2 separate regions of the Ovis aries genome follow, and region 2 is linked to region 1. The links are chromatin contacts, called in public Hi-C maps. All regions are on one chromosome and are shown on one strand. The core of a region is the stretch at or near the end of the contact, and the rest is flanking DNA. Distances in the headings are between cores, read along the strand shown.

Region 1 (2,700 bases), core at 55-2,554:
TAAGTAACACAAAGTCAGTAAAGACATTCCCCCATGCCTTCCAAAGACTAGCAGGTAATAAATACTAGTACCTACTTATTAGTACTATACTTCCTAAAGTGTGTTAGAAGTACATCATGGCATGTTAATAGGTGTACCCTTAAAAAGAAGTGCTTCTTAATCAATTATGTCTAAGGAATTCTGGGTTCAACTAAGTTAAGCAACTTCCTCTGTCCTAGAAATTGTCAAAGCCTACATTGTACATTGTGAATCTCCTTAAAGAGGGATATATTATACAATAACTCTCAAATCTGTTAGACCATGAAATTTTTTTCACATTTTTAGCATCTGTGTCCTGCAGAACAGTTAGGGAATTGTTGAAATTAAGCATACTCCTACAAGGTGGACTGAAAGTTCTAATTCTTTCTATTTGTCACCGTGGCTGAATAATGCAGGCTCCCCCACCCAAAGACATCTATGTTTCAATCCCAAGAATCTTTCGATGTTACCTTAATGGAAAAAAAAAGACTCTGCATGTGTGATTAAGGTTCTTGAGATGGGAAAATTATCTGGATGGGCCCTAAACGCAAACAAAGGTATCCTTATAAAAAAGAGGCAGAGGGTGATCGGACAGTGGACGGAAGGAAAGGAAACATGACCAGGAGGCAGAGACCAGAGGACAGAGGCCACAAGCCAGGGAGTGTCAGCAGCCACCAGCAGCTGGAAAAGCCAAGGGACTGCCTGTCTCCTGGGGCCTCCAGGGGGGAACACAGCCCTGCCAGCACCTTGAGGTCAGCCCAGTGAAATGCATTTTGGATTTTTAGCCTCCAGAACTGAAAGAAAATAAATGTGTGTTGTTTAAGTCGCCAAGTTTGTGGTAATTCATTACAGCAGCCATAGAAAAGTAATACAGCCACAGCACCTATCACGATGCTGTGCTCTTTGCTGAGGTTAAACATTCCTAAGTGAAGTTAAATTAGCCCTGTCCACAATAGGTCACAGTTAGCCTTAGCTAGTGAGGTTTCCAGGCTTTCCTGGTGGCTCAGTGGTAAAGAATCCACCTGTCAATGCAGGAGACATGGGTTCCACCTCTGGGTCTGGAAGATCACCTGGAGAAAGAAATGACAACCCACTGCAGTATTCTTGCCTGGAAAGTTCCATGGACAGAGGAACCTGGCAGGCTACAGTCCATGGGGTTGCAAAAGAGTCAGACATGACTTAGCAACCAAACAATGACAAAGTGAGGTTTCATCATCCATTTAAGGGAAACAGGTTGAGCCAGTGGTCAGGAATCTGGACCTGGGTTAAACCACCTCAGTTCAAATGCCAGCTCTAACATTTACCAGTTTATTGTATGACCTCAGTCAAGGCATTTATCCTCTTTGTAACTCAGCTGTCTCATCTGTAAAATGGGACTATCTTCATAGAGTTGCTCTGTGGATTAGATAAGATTATGTATAAAAAGCACTTAGTTTTCTGGCATATAATACTCACTCAATAAATGAAAATTACTATTATTACATTACAGTAGTACTGTGACTTAGAAGCAAAAAAAAATCTACTTTCAACTCTAAGCTAAATGTCATATTCTTTTATTTTCAGTTTGGCAAACTAAATATCTTTACCCAATTTCTAACTTAGGACATTTAAAATGACCTCAGCAAGGTAAGGCAAGTGGAAAAGTTCATGCTTGCCTCTCTGAATCATGGCTTTTAACATGAGACTTGATAAATTATGACAGCTAATAGCTCTAAGACAGGCGCTTAGTGTCATGCATTAAAATCATGTCATTCATTAAAAAGCCTACAGCTATTTCTCTTGTAGGGGCTATCTATATTAGTTAGTTCAAAGAGCCAGCAAAGACGTATTTTCTTAATTATTAAGCTGCTGATGCTCAATTTGCTAGTCTTTATCTTAATGTGTGGTTATGCTTACATTAAGAGCAACAGATGGAATGATTCTGATAGGCCCTAATACAGGGATGTCACAAGGCCCTTGAACACAGCAAAGAGATAAGGGTCGTGGCGTAATGTAGAAAAGTCCTCCCAGCATGTCTTCCACCTCTTGGTCTCGCCCCATCTACCACTATTCTCTGCACACAACCTAGGCACCACTTGCTGTCACGTTCTACAGTGAGACCAGCCTACGTGAGTGAATTAGGAGTTTCCATACAACGTACCTGATCATAAATATTGGCTCACCATTTATCACAGGTGCATGAGACACAGAACTTCAACTCCTAAAGCCTTTAAGAGACTTCTATGAAAATGCAGGAATCCTTAGCAAAATTAATATTTTAAAACTAGCTCCATACTTTAGTATTCATTAGAGTAAAAGAGTCAAAGTAAGGCTATAGGAAGAAACTAGGAATTTTCTGAAAAAAGATATAGAAAAAAAAGATCATACCACCTTCACTCTCCTTTTGGGTGTCACAATCAAGAATTCTTAAAAAAATTATAGCTCAAGCAACTTAATCTATAAATTTCCTAGAATTCTGGTGAAGCAGGATGGGCCATGATGACTTGAATTTGCATGAGAAACCAACAGATATCATAAGAAAACTGATCAAGATCTCCTTAAGACACAGGAACTAAGAACATCCAACAAAGGTGGAAAAGGGCCTCCTCAACTTCTGGGGGCTGTCGCAGGTAGAGAGGGCACCCACAGACAGAGCACAAGAAATGGACCACAGATGAACAGAGAACTGCCTGGTCACATGGA
Region 2 (2,859 bases), core at 85-2,584, 71 kb after region 1:
CGCCAGGCGCTGAGCCGGCTGCGCTCACGCCCCCTCGCCCCAGGGTTGCCGGCACACCTTTCCTGGCGTCAAGCCAGACCCCGGAGGTGGGTGTCCGATCTGCTCCCCAGCGATCGGCTCTCTCCCGCCGCCCGACTCACTTGCACCGGAGTCGCGGCAGCCGCCGGAATTCCGCTCGCCGAGCCCCCAGCCGCGGAATGAAATCCGGGGCAGGGCAGCGTTGGGGCTCCGTACCCGGATTGCGCTCTCTGTCCGGCTCGTCGGGCGCTAGGAGAGAGCAGCCTTCCCTGGCCGGCCCTTCCCGCTCCCGTGCTGCCCCTCGCTGCCGCCGCCGCTGCCCCGGCCACTGCCTAGCTGGTGCGAACGCTTCCGACTAGCCACCGCGAGCCTCCCGGGCTGCCGAGCATGCCCAGTCCGCTGCCCGAGCCGGCCCAGCTGCCCGCGCTACGCAAATCCGCTCCTCCGGGTGTTCGCGGCAGCTGGGAGGGCGGGGCAGGCGGGCGGGGTCTGCAGGGAGCTCGTCCCCGGACCCAGCAGGACTCCGGCCAGACTGCGCACCTAGGGGCAAGCGAGGCTTGGCACCCTGTTATTTCATTTTCAAGTAGCTGAAAACTCGGGAGGCGGGCGTTTTCTCCTCCGAGGAGAGAGGCCTTGCTTGCACATTTTTCGGGGGCCGTTTAGTGAGGCCGGACGAAAGCCAGCTTTTACGCGTGGGGACAGTATTCCACTTGGAGCAAAACCAGAATTGAAGAGCTGTAGCCGGTCAGAGCAGAGAACGCAAATTCGGCCTCCTGGAGACCCGGTTCGCAGGCACGAGTTTGCTGGCTGCCAGAGGATTCTCTTTCCCACCGAGCCTAGGAGTACAGCACTTGGAATTAACTCGTGATTGATCATAAAGACAAACAAACAAACAAAATTTAAATGGCGGACCTCACACTCTAAGGTTCATCCTCAAACCTCTATTCACAGACTCCCCAAAAACAGGGAGCGAAGGCGAGCAAGGCCTGGAGTACCTTCAATTGGAGGGGGGAGACTCGGGCCCGCCCCTTCCCGGCCCCACCTCCTGCCGACCCGACGGAGCTGCGGGAAAAAGCTGGAGAGCCGGCGCACGCGGGCCGGAGCACTGCGCATGCCCAGTGGCCCGACCTGGTGCAGGTCGCTCGAAGGAAGGTTTTTTCCGGCTGCCAGAGGTGGACTCCTGCGCCCGGGGAGCGGACGCCCGGGCGAGCTCTCGGCTTTCTGCAGTGGGATGTTCCCTTCTGTCTGTACCGCTCGGTACCCGGGTGGCGGAGAGGCAGCCTAGGGCTGCGCGACCCGCGGGGTCCGGGACTCGGCGAGCGGGGGAGGGGGCGTGCGGCGGTATCGCCGTGACACGTGACTGTCCGCGGCGCTCCGGGCAGCCATCTTCCGCTGGGCCCTCGGTCGGTGGGCAGTCGGGACGGGCCGGAGAGTTGGCAGGATGGGAGCAGAGAGCTCGGCTCCCCGCCACGCCCTCACGCCGGGCTCCAGCTTCTGCTCCGCACCTGCCTCCGCCCCGCCCGAGGGCGCTGGATTCCGGGCTCTGGCCCTAGGTTTCTGAGAGGACAGACTCCCGCGAGGGCTAAAAACAAACGGCTGTGAAATCGAGAGGGCAGGACTCCGGGGGTGGATGGCCTGTGCTTTTTCCCAGAGGCGCAAGTTGGAGAAAGGGGCCCCCTTCTGTAAGGCAGTGACGCCGTTGCTCCAGCTGCTTCCCTCTTCTGATCTGTTCCCTGCGGAGACGTAGTGGGTCGCTGGGAACGTCTGGACAGAGGCCATCGCTGTCCCTGAGATGTAATATCCCCGAGCCCCTGCCGGTGCACAGCTGGAATAGCGAACCTTTATTGATGTCCTGCCACGAACCACTTGGGGTCCCTGTGGCCTTAGGACCAGATGAGTCGCCATCACCCGAGAATTTGTTAGAAATGCGAAATGCTAGACCTCCAGCGTTTTGAATCAGAAACACTACTGGGGGAGAGGAGGTATCCTGCCACCTCAGTTAAGTCCTCCAGCTGGTTCTGGTGAACATTATACTGCTTTATTTCAACTAAATTTTAGGGCTCCTCACTTTATAAACGAGGCATTGAAATTTTGCCCCAGAAGAGGGTGAACTGGGCAGAGAGTGTGACCCAGTGCCGGCGTTTAATCGCACCCTTCACTGTGGATGCTTCACTGTTACGTCACTATACTGCTCTTTCAGGGAGATTTTTAAAAGTACATTTGTCACATAGGGGTTTAAAATAAAAACTGCAATTCAGTTCAGCAACATCTTTTGAGTGTACAGAGGGCAAAGCTCTTTGAGTCATAGTAGCCCTATTGAATATTTTCATCAGTTTGCACCAAAGAAGTGCAAGAAAGGCTTGCTTTCTTGTGATGTAAATTTTTCAAACTGAGGAAGTGCCAGAAGACTGCTGGCTGACTTATCTGAAGTGCTGTTTATGCAGAATGGCCAGACTTAGGACTTCTAGAAAATGCCATTCAAGGAAGCAGATGGTGTTGACATGTGTCAAGGAGTCTTTCAGTTCAGTTCAGTTGCTCAGTCGTGTCCGACTCTGCGACCCCATGGACGGCAGCACACCAGGCTTCCCTGTCCATCACCAACTCTGGAAGCTTATTCAAACTCAGGTCCATTTAGCTGATGATGCCATCCAACCATCTCATGCTCTGCTGTCCCTTTCCCCTCCTGCCTTCAATCTTTCCCAGCATCAGAGTCTTTTCCAGTGAGTCAGTTCTTCCCATCAGGTGGCCAAAGTATTGGAGTTTCAGCTTCAACATCAGTCCTTCCAACAAATATTCAGGACTAATTTCCTTTAGGATGGACTAGTTGGATCTCCTTGCTGT

The links. A called contact is a pair of places that touch in the nucleus more often than the background predicts.
Region 2: a Hi-C map of liver shows a contact between it and region 1, with 1.7 times the contacts expected there. The contact joins the promoter of SGMS1 here to the enhancer-like site in region 1. A contact is called at or near these places in 2 of 16 Hi-C or Micro-C datasets (blood and liver).

Annotation. Positions count from the first base shown.
Region 1 is chr22:8,735,832-8,738,531 of ARS-UI_Ramb_v3.0, forward strand. The region is part of intron 2 of SGMS1 (sphingomyelin synthase 1); the gene reads right to left. It overlaps LOC132658440 (a long non-coding RNA gene), which reads left to right. Exons shown (of 3, transcript XR_009598091.1): 3 at 1-1,004. Among named protein-coding and RNA genes, the nearest start is that of SGMS1, 71 kb to the right of the region's middle. Within about 2 kb of position 1,305, at least 4 of the 54 cell types and tissues checked have an H3K27ac peak or open chromatin away from gene starts, as enhancers often do. A contact at or near this core is called in liver, where this site is marked.
Region 2 is chr22:8,806,573-8,809,431 of ARS-UI_Ramb_v3.0, forward strand. It overlaps SGMS1 (sphingomyelin synthase 1), which reads right to left and starts at 1,335. Exons shown (of 10, transcript XM_060404923.1): 1 at 1,147-1,335.